Regions from separate parts of the Mus musculus genome. Here all the other regions are linked to region 2. A link is a contact called in public ChIA-PET and promoter capture Hi-C data. All regions are on one chromosome and are shown on one strand. Each heading gives the region's core, a stretch centred on a gene start, on an enhancer-like site or on the middle of the called end of the contact. The rest is flanking DNA. Distances are from core to core; before and after follow the strand shown.

Region 1 (2,700 bases), core at 75-2,574, 430 kb before region 2:
ACTAGGCTTCACCAACAGCCTCTCATAGGCTCTCTTCATGGTGCCAAGCCTCAACTCCTTTGCATGACCCCTTCTGTCCTGGGCCATCAGTTGCAACTGAGGCTGCACCTTCACCACTGGCCCCATGGCCTCTCTCAGTGCCGAGCCTCAGCTGCTCTGCGTGACCCCTTCATGCCTACAAAACCAGTGCCACCTGGGTGACTCTTACACATTACCAAGTCCAGCCACAGCACAAGGTACAACCTTGGCTATCTCTGGAACACAGCCTCTTTGTGCTCTCAGAAAACACTTCCCAGAAGATTTCACCTCAGTGATGCTGGTCTCTTCTTAATCACGGCTAATTTCTTAGCTCCAGCTAACCAGCATCAGTAGTCCCAGTAATGCAAAGTTTTCTCTTTGTTTTGTTTTTGTTTTGTTTTTTTCGAGACAGGGTTTCTCTGTATAGCCCTGGCTGTCCTGGACCTCACTTTGTAGAGCAGGCTGGCCTCGAACTCAGAGATCCACCTGCCTCTGCCTCCCAAGTGCTGGGATTAAAGGCGTGTGCCACCACTCCCGGCTTCAAAGTTTTCCCTTTAATAGTTCTGGTATCTTGTTAATCACAGCTGATTCTTCAGCCCCAACTAACTAAAACCACAGAATCTTCACAATCAAAACAGCAATGGCCCTGAAAAGAGTCTTTAATCTTCTCTGGAATTTCACAAGCCAGACCTCCATCTTCTGCACTGTTCTCAACATTATCTTCCAGCCTCCTACACAACATCCCACAGAGCTTTTAACACCGAATGGATCTTCTAGCTCAAAGTTCCAAAGTCCTTCCACAGTCCTCCCCCAAACATGGTCAGGTTGTCACAGGAATACCCCACTATGCTGGTACCAAAATGGAACAGATCTAGCAGGATGCTGAGCGCCACAGAACACCAGCTACCACTGAAGATGAAGTTGGGATGGTCCTTGTAACGCTCACCCCGGGAAAAGAGAACCTGGGAAGGGACCAAGAGGTGGCTTTGACCCCTGTCCCCCAAAGCTTTCAAGACCCTATTCTTAGAAACAAGCACTCTAGTGTAACACTCTCACCATGTCTCCACATCCAAACCGTTTGCTTCCGGCTTTCCAACACTAAAGGCCATGCGGCACCGAGGGATACTGAAGGCTCAGCCTTCTGACAGTCTGCTCCGGCTCTAGCCCTGGGATGAACGCCAATAATGGGCTTTCCAGCAAGGCACTCACCTTTAGATAGGGGACACCAGGGTGACTGAGACACTACACAGGCCGTGGGGCGGGCCCTAGAAAGCGTGCTCCTCCCACTAAGTCAAGTTTACGGAACAGAGCTGCCAGGCCCGACGCGCCGTGGCAGCCGACTCCATTCGTCGGAACCAGCCGTGCTTGAATCTGTCTGGGCGCGCCATGTTCGCGCGTGGGTCCCGGAGGCGCCGCTCTGGGCGTGCGGTGAGCAGGGCTCAGGACAGTGGTGGGGGTCAGGGGTAAACTAAGATCCAGGCGAGGGGGGCAGGGCACCGGGACAGAGGGGAGGCACCCTAAGGGAGGATCTGGGAACTCCCTTCCCCAGCTTTCCCAGACTGGGGCACAGAGACTGAAGTAGAATCCTGGATGCAAAAACGTGTAGATATGGTGGCTCAAGCCCCTAACACGCCTCATACTTTTATCACTGTTGCAATCTGGGGATGCCCCCCTTATCTGTGAATTAATCTGAAAGGTGAAAAGAATAGGGGCTTGAGATTTGAGGTTGAGCAAGAGTGGGGTATCCTGAGTGTCTGATTAAGGGACCTCATACATTGAAGGACTGTAGAGTGAAAGTGGGGGTCCTTCATCCCTGGGTACCAAGAGTCAATGAACTAAGATTTAGGATCAGAAGAATTTCAGGTTTCCATCGGAGTCTGGAAGCTGACCTCCTAGATAGGATGGTGTCTCTCTTGTTTTGAAAGATCTTTAACCAAGAAAGGTGGAATCTGGACCAAAAAAGAGAGTAGTCCTAAACTATGACGGGTAAAGAGAAAGATTTCTTGGGCTAGGGCTTTCTGAATGGAGCAGGGATGGCCTGCGGTCCTCAGGTAGGAGAGATGGAGCCAGGGTTTGGGGGAGGGGCGGGAGAACTTCTGAGGGAATGGCATTGCCCAGAGTCCATGAGGGATCCCAGGGAAAGGAGAGGTTCTCAGACGCCTGCCCTGTGGGACTGGAGTGCTGCTGGAGCCCTGGATATTGAAGGGAGACTTGGGAGGGAATGCCCAGACTAGGGTCTCTGCTCTAGTAGGTAGAGGACTCTCTCTCTGACAGACCTGTCTGAGAACTAAAGAGGGACAGACCAGCCCAGACAGAAGAATTCCCTGGAAAGGGAATACAGGAAAGTAGTCTCAGCTGCCCTGCCTCTGATTTGAATGCTTCCTCCTCCCCCGCGCTCCAGGCGCGGTCTCAGCCTGCCCAGCGCTGCCCCCAGTAAGACAGGCCCCAGCCTGCGGTTGTGAGCCTGGGAGTGGAGTAGCAGGCGTTGACTTCTTCCTCCCTCCTCCCACACCTTATTTCTTCTTGCATCTGCTCCCACCCACCACAGCCTCCAGAGGCAGAGGACCCTGCCCGCGGCCAGCCTTGCAATTCCTGCAGGGAACAGTGCCCAGGCTTCCTGCTGCATGGCTGGAGGTAAGTGACCCTAGCCTTTGTCAGAGATCCGCCCCATTGCTTGAGCTC
Region 2 (2,700 bases), core at 188-2,687:
TCCTTTTTTGTATCTTCTCCTGCACCAAGGCCCGGAAGGCCTGGGCTTCACTCTCATCCGCAAAGTTCAGTCCTACTTGACAGTCCTATACATGCCTTGGGGTCAGCAAACTTCTAGTACGCCCCCCACATCCCCGGGACTTTCTCATCTCCTCCCCATCCCCCCCAACTGCAGCGCAAGGATGCACAAGCTGCTCACTTACATCTCCAGCAAAAGTGTGGAAGAACGGGGTGGGAGTGAGATAAACCAGCTGAGAGTACAGCTCCTGTTCCCAGAGTAGCCGACCAGCCTGGAAAGTGGGGGGAGGTGCATGCTGAAATCCAGGCATCTTGGGTGGCAGACCACTGGAGCATGGTGTCCAGGTTTGGTGTCCCGGGGTTTTATTTAAAGCTCTTCAGCTTCAGCTCACTATCAGAGTTTGGGTTCTAGGTGTCTGAGAGTCAGACACCGATATGAGAGATATGGGTTTGGGAGCCAAAGCCTATATGTAGGAGTTGAAGGCTCCACGTTGTGAATTTAAGATTCCAGTTCTAAGAGTATTCAACATGATTTAGAACATATTTGAGGCTGAGGCTCAGGTATTTGTGGAGCAGATCTAAGTCTTGATATAAACCTTCTGAGGTCCGTCTTCTTAGACTCAGAATGAGAAAAACACAACTTGGGATCTGTATTGGTCTTTGGTTCTGGAGCTCAGGGGGTCACTGATATGAGTGAAGGCTTGGAGCTGTGGACAAAAACTGGTTTTGTAAGTTGGGAACTAGCTTTCCTGTCCAGTGGGGCATGGGGTCACCTGTAGGCCATAAAGGCGGATGAAGTAGGACTTCTGAGGGTTATCCTTCACGAAGCACACAGCCCCGCAGTGTTCCATGGTCCAGTGCTCAGCTCCAGGGGGCAGTGCCAGGTAGAGCTGAACAACTGTGGTAGCCAGTGTCTAGGAGGGGAGAGCAGGGGTCAGTGCAGTGTGCTCATGGGTCACCAGGCCTGGTCCTTGCCTGCCTGTGGCTTTCATGAGCTTGGGGAAAGAGCTGTAGCCAGGAGGAAGGGGAGTAGACATCAAGATAATGGGGAGTGAGTGAATCTGAGGAGAGGAGATGGGGAGAAGGGGGATACAGGGATGATGGGAACAAGGAGAAGGGAAATATGGGTAAGAGGAGGAAGCAGAACGGGGAAGAAGAAGTAGAGAGGAAGAAGAGGAGAGGGAGGGAGACTGGGAGGACCAGGAGATCTCCCAACTCACCCAGCATTTTCGGCCAAGAAGCTCAAAGAGTCTCTGGTTTTCATGGTCCTGGAGGAGGTTGGAAGGAATGTTCTGCTGAACGGCTGGTCCCCCTCGGCCCCCAGGCCTGCCTCCTACAGGGCCAGGGCCACTATTCATGCTGCCTTCTGCCTTAGTCCTCTCCAGCTAAGCTCTGGGTGCAGGGTAAGAAGAGGAACTTCCGCAGTGAGCAGGGGAACAGGAAGTACAATAAACCACAAGGGAAATAAGTCCTCCAGGGCCCCCCAGAGGGCCTGTTCTCCTCTCTAGGACAGGCATGGGCCCTCCTCCATTTGCGTGGCTAGATCCAAGTTTGTAATGAGCTCAGGGCATCTTCCTTTCTTCTTTCTTCCCAACGTCCTCTCCCTTTTTGTGCGGGGCCATTTCCTTCTGACAGGCTTAGATCAGCCTTGCTCTAGTCGGACACTGAGGGAGAGCTACGCCATCTGCAGAGCTTCTCCTTCAGGGTAGCTACGCAGAGAGTAGTCACAAGTCTGTGTAGCCTCCTTCCGTCTTCCAAAAGCACCGACTTGGCCTGGGGTTGAATCTAAGGCTCCAGGTGCTAAAGGGCCATTGCATTACAGCTTTTCCTTTTAAAGGCATATTGAGCCGGGCGTGGTGGCGCACACCTTTGACCCCAGCACTCAGGAGGCAGAGACAGGCAGATTTCTGAGTTCGAGGCCAGCCTGGTCTACAAAGTGAGTTCCAGGACAGCCAGGGCTATACAGAGAAACCCTGTCTCGAAAAACCAAAAAAAAAAAAAAAAAAAAAAAAAAAAAGGCATATGAACTAATCTCTAGCTTTGGACGTTGCCAATGATATAGAAGGCCATGACTCACTTCCCCATCTTTTACTCTTGCCCCCTGTAGCTCCCTAATTACTTTCTTTTTCATTTATTTATTTCATGTATGCGGGTACACTGTCGCTGTCTTCAGACACACCAGGAGAGGGCATTGGATCTTCATTACAGATGCTGTGAGCCACCATGTGGTTTCTGGGATTTGAACTCAGGACCTCTGGAAGAACAGTCAGTGCTCTTAATCACTGAGCCATCTCTCCAGACCCCAATTACTTTCTTTTGTAAAATTTATTTTTATTTTATGCGCCTTGGTGTTTTGCCTACATGTATGTCTGTGTGAGGGTGTCAGAGTTACAGACAGTCCTGAGCTGCCATGTGTGTTCTGGGATTTGAACCTATGTCCTCTGGAAGAGCAGTCAGTGCTCTTAACCACTCAACAATCTCTCTAGCCTAAACTCAGACCCCCACCCCTTTTTTGTTTTTTGTTTTTGTTTTATTTGGTTTTTGTTTTGTTTTGCTTTGCTTTGCTTTGCTTTTGTTTGTTTGTTTGTTTGTTTGTTTGTTTTGAGACACGTTTTCCCTGTGTAGAGCCCTGGCTGTCCTAAAACTCACTCTATAGACCAGGCTGGCCTTGAACTCACAGAGA
Region 3 (2,700 bases), core at 186-2,685, 350 kb before region 2:
AGGCAATCCCATAAGCCTTTTGTACAGAAAGTTTGTACACTGCAGGGGGTCTCACAAGCCCACCCATCTGAGGTCCAGCACTTTCGGCATGGTAGGGTGTCTTTAGTGTCCCACCTCAGCCTCCTCGGTCCCTCAGCCCCCGAAACTTCTACTTTCCCAGGACCCATTTTAATTCGGAAAACTTTCACAAGGCTTGCCTGAACCCTTCTCCACCCCAACAGAAAGCTAACTCCTCCCACCTTGGGTCCATTTACCCGTTCACCAACATTGTCTCATGTTTCACATCAGAGGGCCTCCGTCCTTCCTTCTTTAGAAAATTAGAGTATCCCGGAGTCGACACAGGGTCCAGTCAGGAACCCCGACTCCACCCCATCAGTCTGACCTCAGGGACATAGTTATGGCATGAGTCATTGGGTCACTAGGCAGGCTAGACATGGATCAACGCCCCACACCTCCATACCTGACTCAGGAACCTTTGCTTCTACTCTTCCATGTTCTGTACACTTGGAACTTCAGACTGCCTGACATCAGACAGAGATAGTAAGAAGGCAATCTACCACATTCCAGCATCACTACCATGCCCTCATATGAACCTCTGAGACCCTCCTGCCCACACCAGAGCTTTGCCTTGTCATTCTGTGGTCCTGTTACGGGCTTAGGTTGCAGCAAGCGAGCTACAGAGGGCACATGCGGGGAAACACACACACACAGAGGCAGGCCCAGCAGGTTTTTCAGGTCTGCCCTTCTGACACCACGGCTGAGAAAAATTCCTGGCTGTAATGACTGTTTACAACCAAGATACTTCACCTGGGTGGCACTCCAACACTGTCAATGAGAGCCCCATTTCCACATCCTGCCACCACTTGAGCAAATGCACACAGAGTCTGGACCTGATCCCCATTGCTCCCCCAAACATACAGCACACCCCCTTCAATTACTCTGGCTGAACAAACAAACAGAGGGACAAGCAGATACAGATGCCTGAACAACAGTGGTATCTAATCGGTTCAGCTCGTCTTCTCTGAGGCACTAGTCCTGATAAAAAGGGGGAGAGGGGCCGAGAAGAGAAGGCTGAGTCTCTGCCCCGTCCTTCCTCCTCCATTTTCCAACCAAGAATTATTTTGATATCAAGAAAGGAAAATGGACACGTGAGGCTTTGCCCTGGTCCCCTGATCCTCCCATACTGAACACCACCCCTCCTATCGCTACCCTATATTCTCAGGGTCCTCCTTCCTCAGATCTGGATCTCTAGAAGGGAACTTCCTCAGTTCCTGTGCCATTACCCTATCTCACGGCCCTGCCCCATTGCTCGCTGGTACTCACCAATGCCCTAGTGCTGGATGGCAGCCTCAAATATTTCCAAAAGAACAGTTGTCTCGTCCAGGCCCTAGCTTTCCTGGCAGTACAAGTGAACAGCAGTGACTGCTGTCTTGGCTACCTCCCACTAGGTAAAGGCCCAACCTACCTGGACAGGATGGGGTTGGCCCACACCTTTTAACCCTTACCTGCCCGCTTCCAGGGCTAGGGTCACCCCTGGGAAGGCAGTCTGGGGGACCAGGTGCCTCGGGGAGCCCAATATGGTCAAGGAGAAAGCATAGAATGCTTTCCTCACTGCGGATATCTAAGAGATAACTGGCCAATAAGCTCTAAGAATTGTGGGAGGAGCCACTGCCCAAATCCCCAGGCCACTGGAGCCTGCCTACACCCCGGGACATGGGGGCTAGGAAACTGTGAAATAGACAAACAGACATAGACATGGACACACACACACACACACACACACACACATATCTTGGATCAATTTCTCCCATAATTAGGATGATGATTTTCTAAGCTGCAGAGAGAAGTTGACCTTTCTAAGGAGAGACCAGATCTTAAGACACTCCCACCTTCTGTACTCCAGGAACAAATAAACCTAGGAAACACCATCATCTATACCCTACAACCTGAGGGGCGGCACAGAGCCAGCCTCCGCTGAGCTCTGAGCCATGGTAGAAATGGGAGGCCTGACTGAGAACATACTAATGTAAAGGCACAGGAAAGAGCCAGCTGGGGTGGGACACACCTTCCTTTAATCCCAGCACTCAGGAGGCAGAGGCAGGCAGCTCTGAGTTCGAGACCAGCCTGGTCTACAGAACTAGTTCCAGGACAGCCAGGGCTACACAGAAACAAACAAACAAAGAAACAAAAACAACCATAAGAAGGAGCAGAACCAGAGTACTAGACTGGGCCCTGCGCTAGAGGAGCCACTGGCTACTCCTGAAAGGAGAAAGAATACGAAGACTCAACTTTATCCATGTTCTCCCTGTTAACATTTCTAGCCTGGAGCGAAGCAGACAGGGAAATAAATTGAAAACTCTAAGTCCCTCTAATGCCCTTCAACACAACCCTACCTGGGCCCTAAGCTTGTCTTGGGCACATACCAAACATGCTGTACTCCAGGTAAGACAATCTATTTTGTGACCTCAGAACCCAAACCTAACCCCTATAGCAGCCGCTGCCATGTATGAACAGGGAGGGTTTTAGGGGTGTTCCCTGTTGGGGAGGAGAGCCTAGAGAAGAGTTCCCCCAGTCACATGTTATCAAGGCCTGCTGCCCCAGGTGCCCACCTTTCTTCCGGGTTATGAAATGTATGTGTGGAACACAAAGGCCCTTTCCATCTCCTTCCTCCCTTCTCCCTCCTTTGGACTGCTAGTGGAG
Region 4 (2,700 bases), core at 158-2,657, 490 kb before region 2:
AGGGTCTGAACTAGTCACACAGTTTGGCTACAGAGGCAGCAGCTTTAGCTATACAAAGGGACAGAGAAGAAGGCAAGTGTCAAAGAACTTGGCGACTTTGTGAAAAAGGAAGGAAGACAGTGTGCACACTGGGAGGAGGGCACTCACCATGCAGGCCTGGGCCAGACTCATGGCCAGGCGGAAGCGGGCAGACATGGCTGGTGGTAGCAAGTGACTGAGGCCAGAGCCCACATCAGGATTAATCACTCGAAGGCATCGGACCACAGCCTCTACGACCAGCTCAGTGGTGAAAGCTCGCAGAGTCTGCACTTCTGGAGGAACTGCCCTAAAAAGGAAAGCACCAGGCTTGAGTAGTTAGGAAACAAAGTACAGACTTCTAGAGAGGGAATGCTCTAGAATCCAGGTCGGGGCAGGGAACAACCAAGGCTTCAACAGATCCTGGGTGCTGGTGACTATGACCTTTACTTAGTCCTAAGACCTCGGTGAATGAGGGTGACCTGAATTCAGAAAAGTCTCAAACTCCCCTACACTTCAAAGTTTCCAACCTCTGGGATCTGCAAAAGTGAAAATGGTCCAAGTGGCACAGTCTCCATATTTCTGGGCACCAGGACATTGTTCTTTGCATGGCAAGGCCTCCTAGATCTACGAGGTTTGGGAAAGCTACATAGGAAGAGGCTGGAGTTTTCAGAAGTCTCAAATGTCAGGGTCAATAAATAGAAATAAAAAATCGGGCATCCTAAATTTTGGCATCAAGGACTTTTAGGTCCCTCAAATAGTGCATCCTTTGTGTTCCTGTGTTACCAAGTGCTGCTACTGTCAGAATGTAGGGCCCTGGTATTTTGATAAGTCCTGGGAGTTTCAGGAGTTATTGTTCGAAGATCAAGTTGCCAGTCTCAGGAATTCTGGAGACTCTGGGTGCCAGACTCCTGTGTTATCAGTTTCCTGGTGTGGGTGTCCTGGAACCTCTAGATATCAGGATCCCAGCATATGCAGGTCTCAGTTTGTAAGGTGTCTGAGTCCTCGAGGTTTTACCCAATGTCCACATCAAAGTATTTAGGAAAGTCATGATGTTAGAGTGTAAGCAGGGAGGAGGAGGAGAGGCTTCGGAATCCTGTAAGTTTGGGCCTTTGGGTGTCAAGGTCTTCATTTTAAGGTTCCCGGGTAATGGGGGTCCTAGGATTTGGAGTCCCGGATGTGAGCAATTGGAGGCGACTGGGGGTTGCGTACTTACGTGCCCGCCTGGCGCAAGGAATGGATGAGGATTCGGTCAGCCTCCTCCATGGTGGAGTTAATTCTAACTCCGGGGCTGGGTCTAGGACCAGATCAGAGAAATTGGAGCTCTCCGCGCTGCTCTCGGCGCGGCGAGGACAGAGAGTCACGTGCCGCGCGAGGAACATTGGGAAATGTAGTTCTAAGGAGTGAGCGTTGCGCAGGCAGCGGCGCTGGAGGCGGGGTGTGAATTACGTAATGGCTCCTGGAAGTTGTAGTTCTTTCACTTGTAGTCCCATGGTCTCCTCCAAGGGAAAAAAAAAGGAAATGGGCTGGGGAGTTGAGAGACAGGACAGAGAAAAATTTTCATTTATAAGACACGTTCATCTTCCAAGCTATAAAAGTTTATACGTGTACAAAATGACTGTTCCCCCGTGTCTTGCTAGCCTCATCTGTAAAGTGAGAATTTGGATAATACCTTCTTCCTAGGGTTAAGACATAATTGCTACGACTGGGGATGTGACTCAGGATAGCCTCACAACCTGAGTTCTCTCCCTGAGATCCACATGGTGGAAGGCAGGAAATGACTTGATAAGAGTCTGAATTCCACGTGTGCACTGTGACACATTTATGCTCGTGAGCACACACAAAAGGATCATAAATAGATTTTAAATAAATAAAACAAACGTCATTGCTCGAGTAAACCTACTTAACCACCAACCACAACAAACTGAGGTCGATCCTCCCTGGGACCCAAGAGACATAAAAAGAGAATGGACTCCTACAAAATGTCCTCTGACATCTACACATGTGCAGCAGTACCACTATCATGCACACAAAATAGATGGAAAAAGCAAAGAATTACTAGACCAGGCGTAGTGGTAAACATCTGTAATCTCAGCACCTGTCCCAAGTGTAGATTGGGCTACAGAAGGAGATCACCTCCTTATGAAACCATTCCTTATTGAACAGCCTCTTTTGTCTCTACTATCCAGTAGTGCTAACATTTGTCATAATCACACATACACATCACATACTTGACTCAGTTTCTGAACTAAGCTCTCTCTCTCTCTCTCTCTCTCTCTCTCTCTCTCTCTCTCTCTCTCTCTCTTTCTCCTCTCGTTGTGCTATCCTGTCTTGCTTTGGTTTGGTTTTCAGACAACAAAATCTTGCAATGTAGCCCAGGCTGGCCTCAAAATTGTAATAATAATATTTCTTTCTCCCAAGTGCTAGGATTAAAGGCTTGTACCACCGCCCCTGACTGTATTCTATTTTTAATTACTGTAGATTTACAATGAGTCTTGATATCATATATGGCAAGCCCTCCCATCTTGTTGTCTTGTTCTTTTTCAAAATGGATTTGGCTTTTTTGTTTTTTGGTTTTGGGGTTTTTTGTTGTTGGTGGTGGTGTTTTGGTATTTTGTTTTTGTTTTTGTTTTTATTTTTTGTCATTTGTCTCAAAGACTGTCAATTCCAAAGAAAACTATGCTG
Region 5 (2,700 bases), core at 181-2,680, 390 kb before region 2:
AGGACCTTCAGAAGAGCAGTCAGTGCTTTTAACTGCTGAGCCATCTCTCCAGCACTATGGATATTTTTCTATTGCATTCTCTACGTATATTAGTCAAGGTTTTATTGCTTCAATGAAACACCATAACCAAAAAGCAAGTTGGGGAGGAAAAGGTTTTATTTGGCTTACACTTTCACATCACTGTTCATCATTGAAGGACAAGAACTCAAACACGGCAGGAACCTGGATGGGTACTGCTTACTGGCTTGCTCCCTGTGGCATGCTCAACCTGCTTTGTTACAGCACCCAGGACCACCAGCCCAGGGATAACACCACCCAAATGGGCTAGGCCCTCCTCTATTAATCACTAATTGAGAAAATGCCCTATAGCTGGATTTTATAGAAGCATTTCCTCGGGGCTGGCAAGATGGTTCAGTGGTTAAAAGCATTGACTACTCTTCCAAATGGGTCCTGAGTTCAAATCCCAGGAACCACATGGTGGCTCACAACCATCTATAATGAAATCTGACTCCCTCTTCTGGAGTGTCTGAAAACAGCTACAGATAATAATAGATAAATAAATCTTTTTTTAAAAAAAAGCATTTCCTCAACTGAGACTCCTTCCTCTCTGACTACTCCAGCTTGTCTCAAGTTGACACACAAAACCAGCCACTGCACAGTTATTCACTTTACATATAATTAGATAAAATTTGTTTTCATATTTTATTCATTTGTTCATGTTTACATGTATATGTGTTCATGCATAGCATGGCACTTGTGGTGCCGTCAGAGGCAACTAGTGGCTAACTCTATCTTTTTACTATGTAGGATCTTCAAGAACTCAGGTCTTCAGCTTTTGTAGCAGACACTATTACCCATTAAGTCATCTTGTGTAAATGAAACTTTTTTTTTTGGGGGGGGGGGTTCGAGACAAGGTCTCTCTGTGTACCCCTGGCTGTCCTGAACGCCTGCCTCTGCCTCCCAAGTGCTGGGATTAAAGGTGTGCGCCACCACTGCCCGGCAGTAAATGTAACTTTTATTTGCCTGATGTAATTGTTGTCTCCATGGTTTACTGCTTTCATCTGCTAAAGTAGACCTAGCCCTGGAAGCCTCCAGCCTCTATCAGTAAGGTTCACATTGTGGAAGCACATTATGAGTTTTATTTATTTTGTTTTGTGTATATAAACATTTTGCCTGAATTTATGTTCGTGCATCACATGCGTGCATGGTGCCTGAGGATGTCGGGAAAGGGTATAGGATACTCTAGAACTGAATTCATAGCGGTTGAATACCGAGGAATAACCTAATCAATCTTCCACAGCGGCTATACCACTGAGAACTACATTTCCCAGGATGCCGTATGGCACGTTCCTATGACGTTTCAAAGAGTTTCTGCGCCCTGATTCCTGTTTCCCACGGCTACAAGGCACTTGTCTTTGAGGCGTTGCATGCTGGGATTGATTCTTACGTTTCCCGGCCAGCCCCTCACGGCTCGAGCTAAACTTCCCAGCAAGCGGAGCGCTCGCCTGTGACTCGAGCGAAGATGGCGGGCCGTGAGAGTCCGCCGCCGTCTGCCCCGTCAATGGCTCCAATTTCTTTCGGGTTCACTCGCACGTCTGTCCGGAGGCGACTGGCAGACCTCGGAGATAGCGAAAGACAGGCCCCAGAGGAGAAAGATTTCTTGGCGACCGTGGAAGGGAGGAAGCTGCAGAGGTGAAACGCCGGGTCTTTCGCGTTTTGGAAATCTGTGAAATGGGCTTAAGCAGGAGGGCAGAGTAAGAGTTGTTTGTCCTGGTGACAGTGGCCTGGAAAGCCTGAAACACTGCCTCGGGAAATTTATGGAGGTAACCAGGAGTGGCGGCAAACGCCTATAAGTCAGGACCTGGGAGGCTGGCGCAGGAGGATCAGGAATTGAACGCTAGCCTGGGCAACTAAAAAACAAACAGGAAGAACATAAGAATGTAAGGGCAAGAAGAGGGAGGTTTGTTAGGTGGGTGAAATGGGGCCTGAGAACCAGAGGTATAGATTCCTCAGAAAAAATGTCGTTGGGACTTGAGTATGTGTGCCTTTTGAGAAAGGGAAAGGAGGGAAAAATGACAGGATTCTTCCTGTCTCAGCTGAAATTGTGGGAGCTTCTCCGATTTGGAGAACTAGGCAAATTCAAGTCTGGGGAGGCCATCAGCAGTATAATTAAGTAAGAAACAAAGGTCCGAAAGGCCTAAGTGGGGGACTTGTAAAAGGCAGCTTGCCGGCCCGGAACCGGGAAGAATCTGGACTAAAGATGGTGATTTTTAGGCCATTGTGGTTGAAGGCCTAAGGCTGATTCCCACAAGACATACTTAAAGAGATCCATGGTTGTAATTCCAGCACTAGGGGATTGCACCAGGCTGACTGAGAGTTTATAAGACCAGCCTGAGCTAAATCGTGAGATGTCTCAAAAAAAAAAAAAAAAAAAAAAAAACGAGTGGACCTGTGAATAGTAACCTGTGAACATGGTCCATAGGACTGGGCATTGATCTTTCTTTCTTTCTTTCTGGCCATTGAAATTGATTTTCTTTGTTTCCTAACCTCCTTTCTATCTTGATATTTATACTTTCTTTCTTTGGAGGGGGCGTCAAGACAGGGTTCCTCTGCATCCTGGCTGTCCTGGAACTCACCCTGTAGATCGGGCAGGCCTTGAACTCAGAGATCCTCCTGCTTCTGCCTCCTGAGTGCTGCTGG

What was found. Promoter capture Hi-C pulls out the DNA fragments that hold promoters and counts their contacts. ChIA-PET counts read pairs in DNA pulled down with a chosen protein or histone mark.
Region 1: a contact with region 2 is called in a promoter capture Hi-C map of embryonic stem cells. The contact joins the promoter of Prickle3 here to the promoter of Was in region 2. A contact is called at or near these places in 8 of 39 promoter capture datasets (the 3T3-L1 cell line, cranial neural crest, embryonic stem cells and 5 more) and 2 of 9 other capture datasets (adipose tissue and pancreatic islet).
Region 3: a promoter capture Hi-C map of pre-B cells shows a contact between it and region 2. The contact joins the promoter of Ccdc120 here to the promoter of Was in region 2. A contact is called at or near these places in 8 of 39 promoter capture datasets (the SN4741 cell line, cranial neural crest, embryonic stem cells and 4 more), 1 of 484 Hi-C or Micro-C datasets (embryonic stem cells), 2 of 115 datasets of contacts at active chromatin or transcription factors (extraembryonic endoderm stem cells and stem cell-derived neural progenitor cells) and 2 of 9 other capture datasets (adipose tissue and liver).
Region 4: a promoter capture Hi-C map of pre-B cells shows a contact between it and region 2. The contact joins the promoter of Ccdc22 here to the promoter of Was in region 2. A contact is called at or near these places in 4 of 39 promoter capture datasets (cranial neural crest, liver, maxillary cranial neural crest and 1 more) and 2 of 9 other capture datasets (liver and pancreatic islet).
Region 5: a contact with region 2 is called in an RNA polymerase II ChIA-PET map of memory CD8 T cells, with 39 read pairs. The contact joins the promoter of Gpkow here to the promoter of Was in region 2. A contact is called at or near these places in 5 of 39 promoter capture datasets (hippocampal neurons, liver, pre-B cells and 1 more), 3 of 115 datasets of contacts at active chromatin or transcription factors (embryonic stem cells, memory CD8 T cells and stem cell-derived neural progenitor cells) and 3 of 9 other capture datasets (adipose tissue, liver and pancreatic islet).

What each region holds. Positions count from the first base shown.
Region 1 is chrX:7,656,055-7,658,754 of GRCm38.p6, forward strand. It overlaps Prickle3 (prickle planar cell polarity protein 3), which reads left to right and starts at 1,325. Exons shown (of 9, transcript NM_001290624.1): 1 at 1,325-1,446; 2 at 2,567-2,652. The coding sequence starts at 1,405.
Region 2 is chrX:8,089,054-8,091,753 of GRCm38.p6, forward strand. It overlaps Was (Wiskott-Aldrich syndrome), which reads right to left and starts at 1,438. Exons shown (of 12, transcript NM_009515.2): 1 at 1,238-1,438; 2 at 791-931; 3 at 203-289; 4 at 1-85. The coding sequence starts at 1,375.
Region 3 is chrX:7,739,889-7,742,588 of GRCm38.p6, forward strand. Ccdc120 (coiled-coil domain containing 120) reads right to left here and starts at 1,436. Exons shown (of 10, transcript NM_207202.2): 1 at 1,324-1,436.
Region 4 is chrX:7,604,013-7,606,712 of GRCm38.p6, forward strand. It overlaps Ccdc22 (coiled-coil domain containing 22), which reads right to left and starts at 1,408. Exons shown (of 17, transcript NM_138603.3): 1 at 1,232-1,408; 2 at 148-325. The coding sequence starts at 1,281.
Region 5 is chrX:7,695,704-7,698,403 of GRCm38.p6, forward strand. It overlaps Gpkow (G patch domain and KOW motifs), which reads left to right and starts at 1,431. Exons shown (of 11, transcript NM_173747.3): 1 at 1,431-1,692. The coding sequence starts at 1,523.